2 separate regions of the Sus scrofa genome follow, and region 1 is linked to region 2. The links are chromatin contacts, called in public HiChIP or PLAC-seq maps. All regions are on one chromosome and are shown on one strand. The core of a region is the stretch at or near the end of the contact, and the rest is flanking DNA. Distances in the headings are between cores, read along the strand shown.

Evidence for each region. HiChIP or PLAC-seq counts read pairs in DNA pulled down with a chosen protein or histone mark.
Region 1: an H3K27ac HiChIP or PLAC-seq map of alveolar macrophages shows a contact between it and region 2. The contact joins the promoter of ABCC3 here to the promoter of SPATA20 in region 2. A contact is called at or near these places in 2 of 5 promoter capture datasets (fetal liver and fetal skeletal muscle) and 1 of 2 datasets of contacts at active chromatin or transcription factors (alveolar macrophages).

The regions. Positions count from the first base shown.
Region 1 is chr12:26,918,387-26,922,610 of Sscrofa11.1, forward strand. ABCC3 (canalicular multispecific organic anion transporter 2) reads left to right here and starts at 2,378. Exons shown (of 33, transcript XM_003131575.6): 1 at 2,378-2,534. The coding sequence starts at 2,490.
Region 2 is chr12:26,826,033-26,830,799 of Sscrofa11.1, forward strand. SPATA20 (spermatogenesis associated 20) reads left to right here and starts at 3,454. Exons shown (of 16, transcript NM_001159313.1): 1 at 3,454-3,574; 2 at 3,706-3,885; 3 at 4,010-4,074; 4 at 4,275-4,429; 5 at 4,507-4,650; 6 at 4,753-4,767. The coding sequence starts at 3,498.

The DNA.
Region 1 (4,224 bases), core at 1,128-3,627, 91 kb after region 2:
AGTAGCCCAGTATTCAGAAGACATGGAGCACATCCTGCCTCTGCCAGAAGTCGCCCTGGGGCTTCATTTTCCTTGGTCTTGCGAGAACAATCAAAACCCTAATATCCTAGGAATACTGTAGTTCTTATTCAAGGGCGGTGGGAAAGGGGCCACATTCCATGAGGGGCCAGGAAGAGTGCTCCCAGTGCATGCTTCCGGGGACAGTGGAGGAGGTAAAGATTGCCAGGGGTCCCACCATGATCTCCAACTCAGAGGCTCCCACCCAGTGCTGCAGGCCCAATGCTGAACAAGGCTGGGGCCAAAGGGGATGGTGCTGCAGCCCCAGGGCTGAAGACAGAACCCAAGAGTCCTGGCCCCAAACTTAGAGAAAAGCTGGGCGGAGGAGTCCCAGCGGCTCACCATAGAAGCCTAGATCATCAGAACAGGAAGAGAGCTTAGATGGTGCCGTGCCAAAATGCTCAAGAAACAGTCCCAGACACATCCAGGGGTGTGTCGCACAGTATAGGAAAGGCTCTGCTGGAGGCGTGGAGGGGGATTGGAAGGGACTCAGTCGATCCCTGCCCTGGGGGACCCTTCAGACTGGCAGGGAAGACAGAACCTTCACAACTAAATATAACCCAATGCACACTGTGACAAGGCTGTGAAAGCTCTGTAAAGCCTGCCTCAGAGACGGAGGGGGGCTGGGAGGTGGGGCCGGGGAGGGAAGGGGGGCAGACAAAGGGCTGAGAGCACTTGCCCAGGGATGGGGGAAAGGCCCCCAGTCCTACTTCCTGGGGAGGAGGAGCCTTGACCCCCTGGCTCCCATCCCAGACCTCATGATGGCTCAGATCTGTATTCTGATAGCCCTTGGCAGAAGAGATTTCCTGCCTGCCCAGAGGTGGCTGCTGCTGCTGTGCTTTTTTTTTTTTTTTTCTTTTTTAGGGCATCACCTGCAGCATATGGAGGTTCCCAGGCTAGGGGTCAAATCGAAGCTACAGCTTCCAGCCTATGCCACAGCCACAGCAACCAGATCCAAGCTGTGTCTGTGACCTACACCACAGCTTGCGGCAACGCCAGATCCTCAACCTACTAAGCGAGGCCAGGGATCGAACCCGCAACCTCATGGTTCCTAGTCAGATTCATTTCTGCTGTGCCACGATGGCAACTCCTGCTGTGCTATCTTGCTGGCAGCCACCTACACCTGCTGCTGAGCCACCAAGGAAAAAACACCTTCTCTTGGGGATCGGTGCCCCGGAAAGGATCACCTGGGCAGACCCTACAGACAGGGACAAAGTTGGACGGCAAGGGCAGGGGAGAGATGGGCTGGAGGAAGAGCTGCTGGGGGAATGGAAGATTCCTTCTCAACCCCAAGAGGGGTAGTGAACTGGCTTCTGGGATCCCATTAGGGAAGAGAGGATGACAGGAAGAGTGAGAGATGGAGGGAGGGAGGGATCCCAGCATGGCCAAGCCGGGGCCAAAGCAGGGGAAGGAGGCCATTGACCCCAAACCCATTTCACAGATTGGAAATGTGGAGACTCAGGCTTAGGAGGAGTGTGTTGATGTGGGGCTTTTCTTGGGGCCTCACCTGCCCCTCTGCCACCCTAACCAGGCAGAAGCAGAGGAAGCTACTACGTGTTGGGTTGGGTGCCTACCAAGTGTGCCAGAGATATGCTGACGCTTAGCATAGCTTTCCCGTTTCATCCTCAGAGTAACCCTGTGATATAGGTACTGTGATTATCCTTGTTTTGCAGAAGTGAAAGTGGAAGCACCGAGGCTGCTGAAGCAGCAGGCTCAAGATCAGGGAGGGACGGAAATGTGGCCAGGCGGCAATTTAAGAGGATCATGGGAAGCCACTGTTTGGATGGTGCTGGGATCCCCTCCCACCCCTCTCTCCTTTGGCAAGCGGGCGCACACACACACACACACACAGACACACACACACACACACACACACACACACACACATTGTGTGTTGGTGTCTGTCATTTCCTGGACAACCTGTGGGGAAGAGATAGCCTCTGGGTTGTCAGGGCACACAAGTTCTTCCCATTTCACAGATGAGGAGACTGACCTCCAGAGATGAATGTAAGCTTATCAAGCATTTATTCACGGAAGGAAGGAGTCTCGCGCTGTCCCTCTGCATGTCCCTTGACTCCTGGGAGGGGGGCCCTCCCTCCCCACCGCAAACGTCTTCCCTGGGAGAGCCGCGTGTGCCCCTTGGGCAGACCCTGCTCCCACTGGATCTGCCTCCGTATCTGGAGGGGTACCTCTCCCGCGAGGCCCAGCGGTCCCCGGAAGGGGTGGTCCTTGTGTCCAGGGCCCCCACCGAGCTGCAGTTTCAGGGAGGTGCTACCGCAATTCGACCCAAAGAGCCTGGAGGTGGGGCTGGGAAGGGCGGGCCCGGGGGCGGAGCGCCGGGCGGAGGCGGCTCTGGGCAGCTGCTGGGTCTGTCCCGGGTTGGAAGGCCACCGTTTTCATTCTCGCCGTCCTCGTCGCCGAACCCCGGCCCCATGGACGCTCTTTGCGGCTCCGGGGAGTTCAGCTCCAAGTTCTGGGTAAGGAGGTGTCCCGGGACCACGAGGGAGCACCAGCGAGCCCTTAGCCCGGGGAGTGGCGATGCGATGCCGGGAACGGGTCTCGCGGCGTCGCCCAGTGCCGGTTCCCTCGTGGTCGGGGAAATCTGCTTCGGGTTTCCCCAGCCACATGGGCGAGCCTGGGAAAGCCAGGTGCTAGGCTTCCTGCTGGCACGGTGGGTGGCAGCTCGGAATCAGAAGGTGCCCACACTTGCCACCTCACTCACATCCCTCTCTGGGACTGACTGCAGGCTGCAGAAGGGGCATTTCCCGGTTACTAGATCCTGTTGATCCTTCAGCACTGGCCCCTTGGACGAGGGCTTGGATGCCCATCCCCACACCTGTTCAACCAGGTGCTTTGGGAGGCGGGGTCTACTGGGCTTCCCCCTTCTTCAAGGGTTCCTGCCTTCTTGGAAAGGGTTCCTGCTCCGGGCAGAGCCACCAGAGACTGGCTGATCCTCACCGCCCCAGCGTCAGGAGGGAGAGGCAGACCTCACTCTGGAGGCAGGCCCTTACAGGTGCAAGATATCAGGATTTCCTGGTCCAACCCTCCCCTTTTATAGATGGAGAAAGGCCCAGAGAGAGGAGGAGACTTGCTCAAAGCCAGTTAGAGGAAAACAGGGCTGGGATACCAAAGTGGGCCTTCTGCTCATATGCCGGACCCTTTTCTAAGACATCAGGCTGCTTTTCAGGCTGCTGACTCCAGACCCTCAGCATAGTTCAGGTGCTCTCCGTGTAGAAAGCCCAAGAGCTTCCTTACAGCTTTCAAAACCTGTTCACAGGCAGCTCCCTTGATCATCATTGCAGCTCTGGGAGGCAAGTAGTGGTGTGTCTCTGTTTCACGGATGCGCTCAGACTCAAGGGGCTTGTCAGTGGTCCTATGGGAGCTGCCCAGCATAGGCTGCTCTCAAATCCAGGGCCTCTGAATCCCAATGCCTAAATCATTTCTCCATTTCAGGTATTTGTATGTATGTGCTTGGGGAGGGGGAGGTCGCATGCATGCGTGTGTGAGTGTGTGTGTGTGTGTGTGTGTGTGTGTGCGCGCGCGCGTGCGCGCACCCGCGCGCACACCCACTGAGTGTTATTCATGAGTGAGTGCTTGTGTAGATGTGTGTGTGCATGTGTGTATGTAAGTGTGAGCGTATAGTCAGACACCCCGCTCTCAGGTTGTGTTTGGGCTGGACTGAAGGGCTTAAATGGATGTCTGACATTTCGGGCAATAGAATACCATTTAACTAAATGGTTAGAGTAAAATTAACCTTTTAGTAACCCAGAAAGAGAGCCATGGAGATCACTACATGGTTGATCAGAGATGATGCAACTTCTCTGCTGCTGCCCTTCTTGCCACAGGAACCCTATTTGTCATCCAGCCTGGCCTGGTCACTTGTTTCCAGAGTCCAGAGGTTGCCCCGTTGGCTCATGAGTAGACTTTTTCTCATTGCCACTTGAACTTGGCTGTTGCGGCACAGTTGGGGTGTCTGAGGTGGCCAGGGAGAAGACTTGTAAATCAAGGGGGCAGATGTGACCATGCCTCAAGTTCAAGGACTCCCTGTTCCTGAGTGTGTAGTTAACCTTGAGAACTTAGGATTGCCCAGAAACAGGCTTTGAGGGACCAGAAGTCTGGGAACTCAAGGCTCCTTTCTTGATCCCATGATAGGGTTTCTCTACCCTT
Region 2 (4,767 bases), core at 2,204-4,703:
CCAAGAGGATGACCTCACCGGCCCTTGACCTTGCCGCTGCTCCCACCCCTGGTCACACTTTGGAGCCTGTCGTCAGCCCCAATTCCTCCACATTAAGGGCAGCCTTCCTGTTCTCTGATCTTAACGTCAATCCTTTCAGGAACCACACACACCCATCCCTGCGATCTGCCAACCCTTCCGCCCTCCTGCCCTCCCAGCTTCTCCTCCACATCATCAAATGCCTTCTCTCACCCGAATCCGTCCCCTTCATGTCTGTCAAAATCAATGTCATCCATTTGAAAGGGTCTTTCCATCCTTCCCCTCACACTTAAGTGCCCACCCTCTCTCTGTGTGTCCCCTCCTTCCCCCGCCCTCCTCGACCCATCCACTCAGCTCCTGCTGTCAGCCTCACCTCTTGGAGCACATCTGCCACGTCCACCAATGGCCTTCACGTTTCTGAAGCCACTGGACCTTTTTCGGTCATCTCCCTGTTGGTTTCTCTGGAGTCGGACCCTCCCTCTTGGCAACCGTCCCTCTGCCTCTGGGATGACACCCCCCCCCCGCCTCCTGGTTTTCCCTTGACCCTCTGTCTTTTAGGGTGCACTCCTGACTTTTCTCGAGCCACGGCTTCTTGCTGCAGGTCATCCTGGGCGATCCCTCCTGTGTCCTCACTGTCTCTGCGCTGAATAGCCCTCCCCTCCCCCACCACCCTTCCTCTGCATTCCAGAGCCTTGTCTTCTCCATGTGTACATCTCAAGGACATCTCAAACCACCATGTCCAAAAAGGACCTCAGGAACCCCCTACCTGAGCCTCTCCCCACACCCCCTCCTCGGCAAATGCCCACCCCCCCATCCAGCACTAGCCCCATTCTGCAAATCACTCTTTTTTTTTTTTTTCTTTTTGTCTTTTTACGGCTGCATCTGCAGCATAGGGAGCTTCCCAGGCTAGGGTTGAAACAGAGCTGTAGTCCCTGTCCTACGCCAGGGCCACTGCAACGCAGGATCCGAACCGCGTCTGCGACCTACACCACAGCTCACAGCAACGCCGGATCCTTAACCCACTGAGCAAGGCCAGGGATGGAACCTGCAACCTCATGGTTCCTAGTCAAATTTGTTAACCACTGAGCCACGACGAGAACTCCTGCAAATCACTCTTGAAACCCCCTTCCTTACAACCAGTCCTGATGATGTTTCCTCCTCTACAGGTTCACCCCGTCTCTCCATCTCCACCTCTGCCTGGTGCAGAGCCCCCCACAGCTCTCCCCTGGCCTCCAAACCCTTCTGCTTCCACTCTTGCCTCTCTCCAGTCTGTTTCTCACCGGCAAGCCGGAGGGACCTTTTCAAAATGCAGGGTCACTCCCCTGCCTATAGCCCTTTTCCACAGCTTCCTGCTCTTAATCAGTAACCAAACTCCTGCTCACAGTCAAGACCTGGCCCCTGCCCTCCTCCTCAACACCCCAACCTCATCTGCTACTCTCTTCTCTACGCTCTCTGTCCTGCTGCCAGGCTGGCTTCTGCTGTTCCTCAGCCCTGACTCACTGTGCTGCCACCGGGCCTTTGCATGTCTGTTCCTCCTGCTTCCCCAGCATTTCCCCCATGCCCTCCCCAGATTCCATCCTTTGGTTCTTCAAAGGCTGCCACACAAATGTGACTTCCTCAGGGAGGCCTTCTTCCCCTGTCTCTCCCACCAGACCAGGTTCCTTGTGACACCGAGTCATGGCACTTCTCGAAGTAGGTGGTTGTGCATTCATGAGTATGACTGTTGGATTCGCTTCTTCCTCCCTCATCTGACTCTGAGGAACACAAGGGCAGGGGCCTGGCTTTCTCTGTTGACCACTGTACCTTACAGAGGGCCCGGTAGGTGGTGGGTCCTTGGTCAATATTGACTGAATGCAACACGTGAGTTATGCCAAGTATCTAATAGGACGTAAAGTTGGCTCGTCATTATGATTCAGGGAAGGCTTCCTGGAGGAGGTGGGATTTGAGCAGGACGTTGAGGTGGAGAGGCAGAACAAGGGGGAAGCTGACTGGCCTGGAGCACCTGGACAAGCCACAGCTTTGCCTCTTGCTTCATTTCTCATTTATAAAACAGGCAAGGGAAAAAAAAAAGTGAACTTGTAGTTTGGAGTTCCCGTTGTGGCTCAGTGGTTAATGAATCCAACTAGGAACCATGAGATTGTGGGTTCCATCCCTGGCCTTGTTCAGTGGGTTAAGGATGCGGCGTTGCTGTGAGCTGTGGTGTAGGGTGCAGACATGGCTCGGATCCCGTGTTGTTGTGGCTGTGGCGTAGGCTGGCAGCTACGGCTCCGATTAGACCCCTAGCCTGGGAACCTCCATATGCCGTGGGAGCAGCCCAAGAAATGGCAAAAAGACAAAACAAACAAAAAACAAAAAACAAAAAAACAGGCAAGGTTAGACAAAATGACCAGAGGCTCTGGTGTTCCACAGCCCTGGCATCCTCACAGCCCTCCAGTTCTCCTCAGGAGGGTTATCCCAGCGCAGGCTGCTGTTTGAGGTCCAGCCCAGGGCGCCCCCGTTCTGGGCACAGACCTCCTCCCAAACCCGGGCTATCCGGCCTGCAGTCCCGCGACCGGCCACCGAGCGGCGCTCGGAGACCAGCCACGCGGCCCGCTGTTTTGGCGAAGACGCGCAGCGGCTGAGTCCGTGCCCGGGCCCGCCCCTCGCAGCCTCCGTCCCGCTCGCCTTTCCTGTCCGCGGCGTCCCAGCCCACGGCCGTCAGCAGCCATGCTGGGCGCGCGGGCCTGGCGGTGCCGCGGCCTCCTGCTGCCCCGCGCCGGGCCGGGCCTCGTCGCGAGCCTCAGGTACGGGCGGGCGAGGGGTGCCCTTGGGCCAGTCGTCCCACTTTGGTCCCCAGCGCCTGCCCGGCCAACCCCTTCATGCCTGCATTCTCCCCACCCTCAAGCCCTGTCCTGCCACCTGGCCCAGGGCATTAACGCCCTCCTGTCCTCCCCGCCAGCTGCGGGGACTCTGTTCTGACACCACCTCCAGGAAGCCTTCCTTGAACCCTGATGCTGGGTCAAGGGTCTTTGTCCAACAACACCCTGCTGGGCTGGCCTGTCACAGTCCTCATTGCTGCGGGGCTCTGTCATTATTTCGGTCTGCCCCACAGTGCCACCTGCCCAGGCTGAGCCCCTTGAAATCAATTTCTGAGTCTTTGGGGGTCGTGAGGGTCTGGCACAGGACCTGGCCCCCTGGAAGTGCCCTGTTGGTGGATGTTGAGTGAGGAAGTCCTGGGTGTCAATTTTCTTCTGCTTGCCCCTCACCCGGTGCAGTCCCAGACCCAGCAGTGGGCAGCCTTCCTGCCCAGACACACACACCCGGGCATTCCAGAGAGACCCGTCCAGCACGGCCACCTGGGGCGGGGCCCACTTAGGGGGAGAGAATGGAGCCAGAAGGACCGTTCTGCCCATTGTGACCCGCCCTGACCTCACAGCCATCACCCTTCCCACCACCAGGTCTGAGAGTTTGGGGGAGACGAACCTGGCAGGGAGCCCCCAATGAGCCACCTTTCTTCACCCCCCCCAAAACACAAGGGGGAGCACAAAGGCCACGGTCTCCCCCGTGGTTCAGAAAGGTGGGTTGGGCTGGGAGCTGGAGCTTCCAGGAGGGATGCCAGAGGGCAAGGTGGGGTGGGACGGGGCTCTGGGGTAGGTGTAGGGGGAGGTTGGGGGGAACCTCTGAGCCTGACCCACCTGCTCGTGCCAGGGGTAGCTCCCCCCGGGACAAGGACCGCAGCGTGACAGTCAGCAGTTCAGTGCCCATGCCTGCCGGAGGGAAAGGGAGCAGGACCAACTGCTCCCAGTCCGCGCCCCAGAAGACCCCCAACCGCCTGATCAATGAGAAGTCACCGTATCTCCTGCAGCATGCCTACAACCCTGTGGACTGGTGAGTCCCTCTCCTGAGGCCTCCCGGGGCAGCTGGACCCTCAGCCCCTCCTATCCCGCCCGCCCCTCCCTCCCCCCCCCCTCGGCCCAGGCTAGTGAGTGATGCCCCACCCTGTCGGGCCCAGGTACCCCTGGGGACAGGAAGCCTTTGACAAGGCCAGGAAAGAAAACAAGCCAATTTTCCTTTCAGGTACTGTACCCCCCTTCCCTGCGATGGGCGGTGGGAAGTAGTGATGGATGGGGGGTAGGGGAAGGGTCTTCTGGGCCTGGGGGCCTCCCAGGAAACTAGAGGTCAGGGTGTCTTCAGCCCAGCGAGGGGGGGGGCGCTTGGCTGGCCCTCCTGTGCCCATCACTGGCCCCCCCTCCCCCGCCCCCATGGCCCCATTCCAGTGGGATACTCCACCTGCCACTGGTGCCACATGATGGAGGAGGAGTCCTTCCAGAATGAGGAGATTGGCCGCCTGCTCAGTGAGGACTTTGTCAGCGTGAAGGTGGACCGGGAGGAGCGGCCAGATGTGGACAAGGTGTACATGACCTTCGTGCAGGTGCGTGGTCTTCCCCTGGAGGGGGGTGGCCCGGGCCCACGGTGCCGCCCCCCTCACTCTTGCCCTCTCTCTGCCAGGCCACCAGCAGTGGTGGGGGCTGGCCCATGAGTGTGTGGTTGACTCCCAACCTACAGCCCTTTGTGGGGGGCACCTATTTCCCCCCTGAGGATGGCTTGACCCGAGTCGGCTTCCGCACCGTGTTGTTGAGGATTCGGGAGCAGGTGGGCACAGCGGAGTGGGGGTGGGGGTGATGATCGGGGGGGAGGGAGCCAGGGGTCCCCACCCGGTGCTGACCTCCAGGTGTGCCCTCCACCCTCCCGCAGTGGAAACAGAACAAG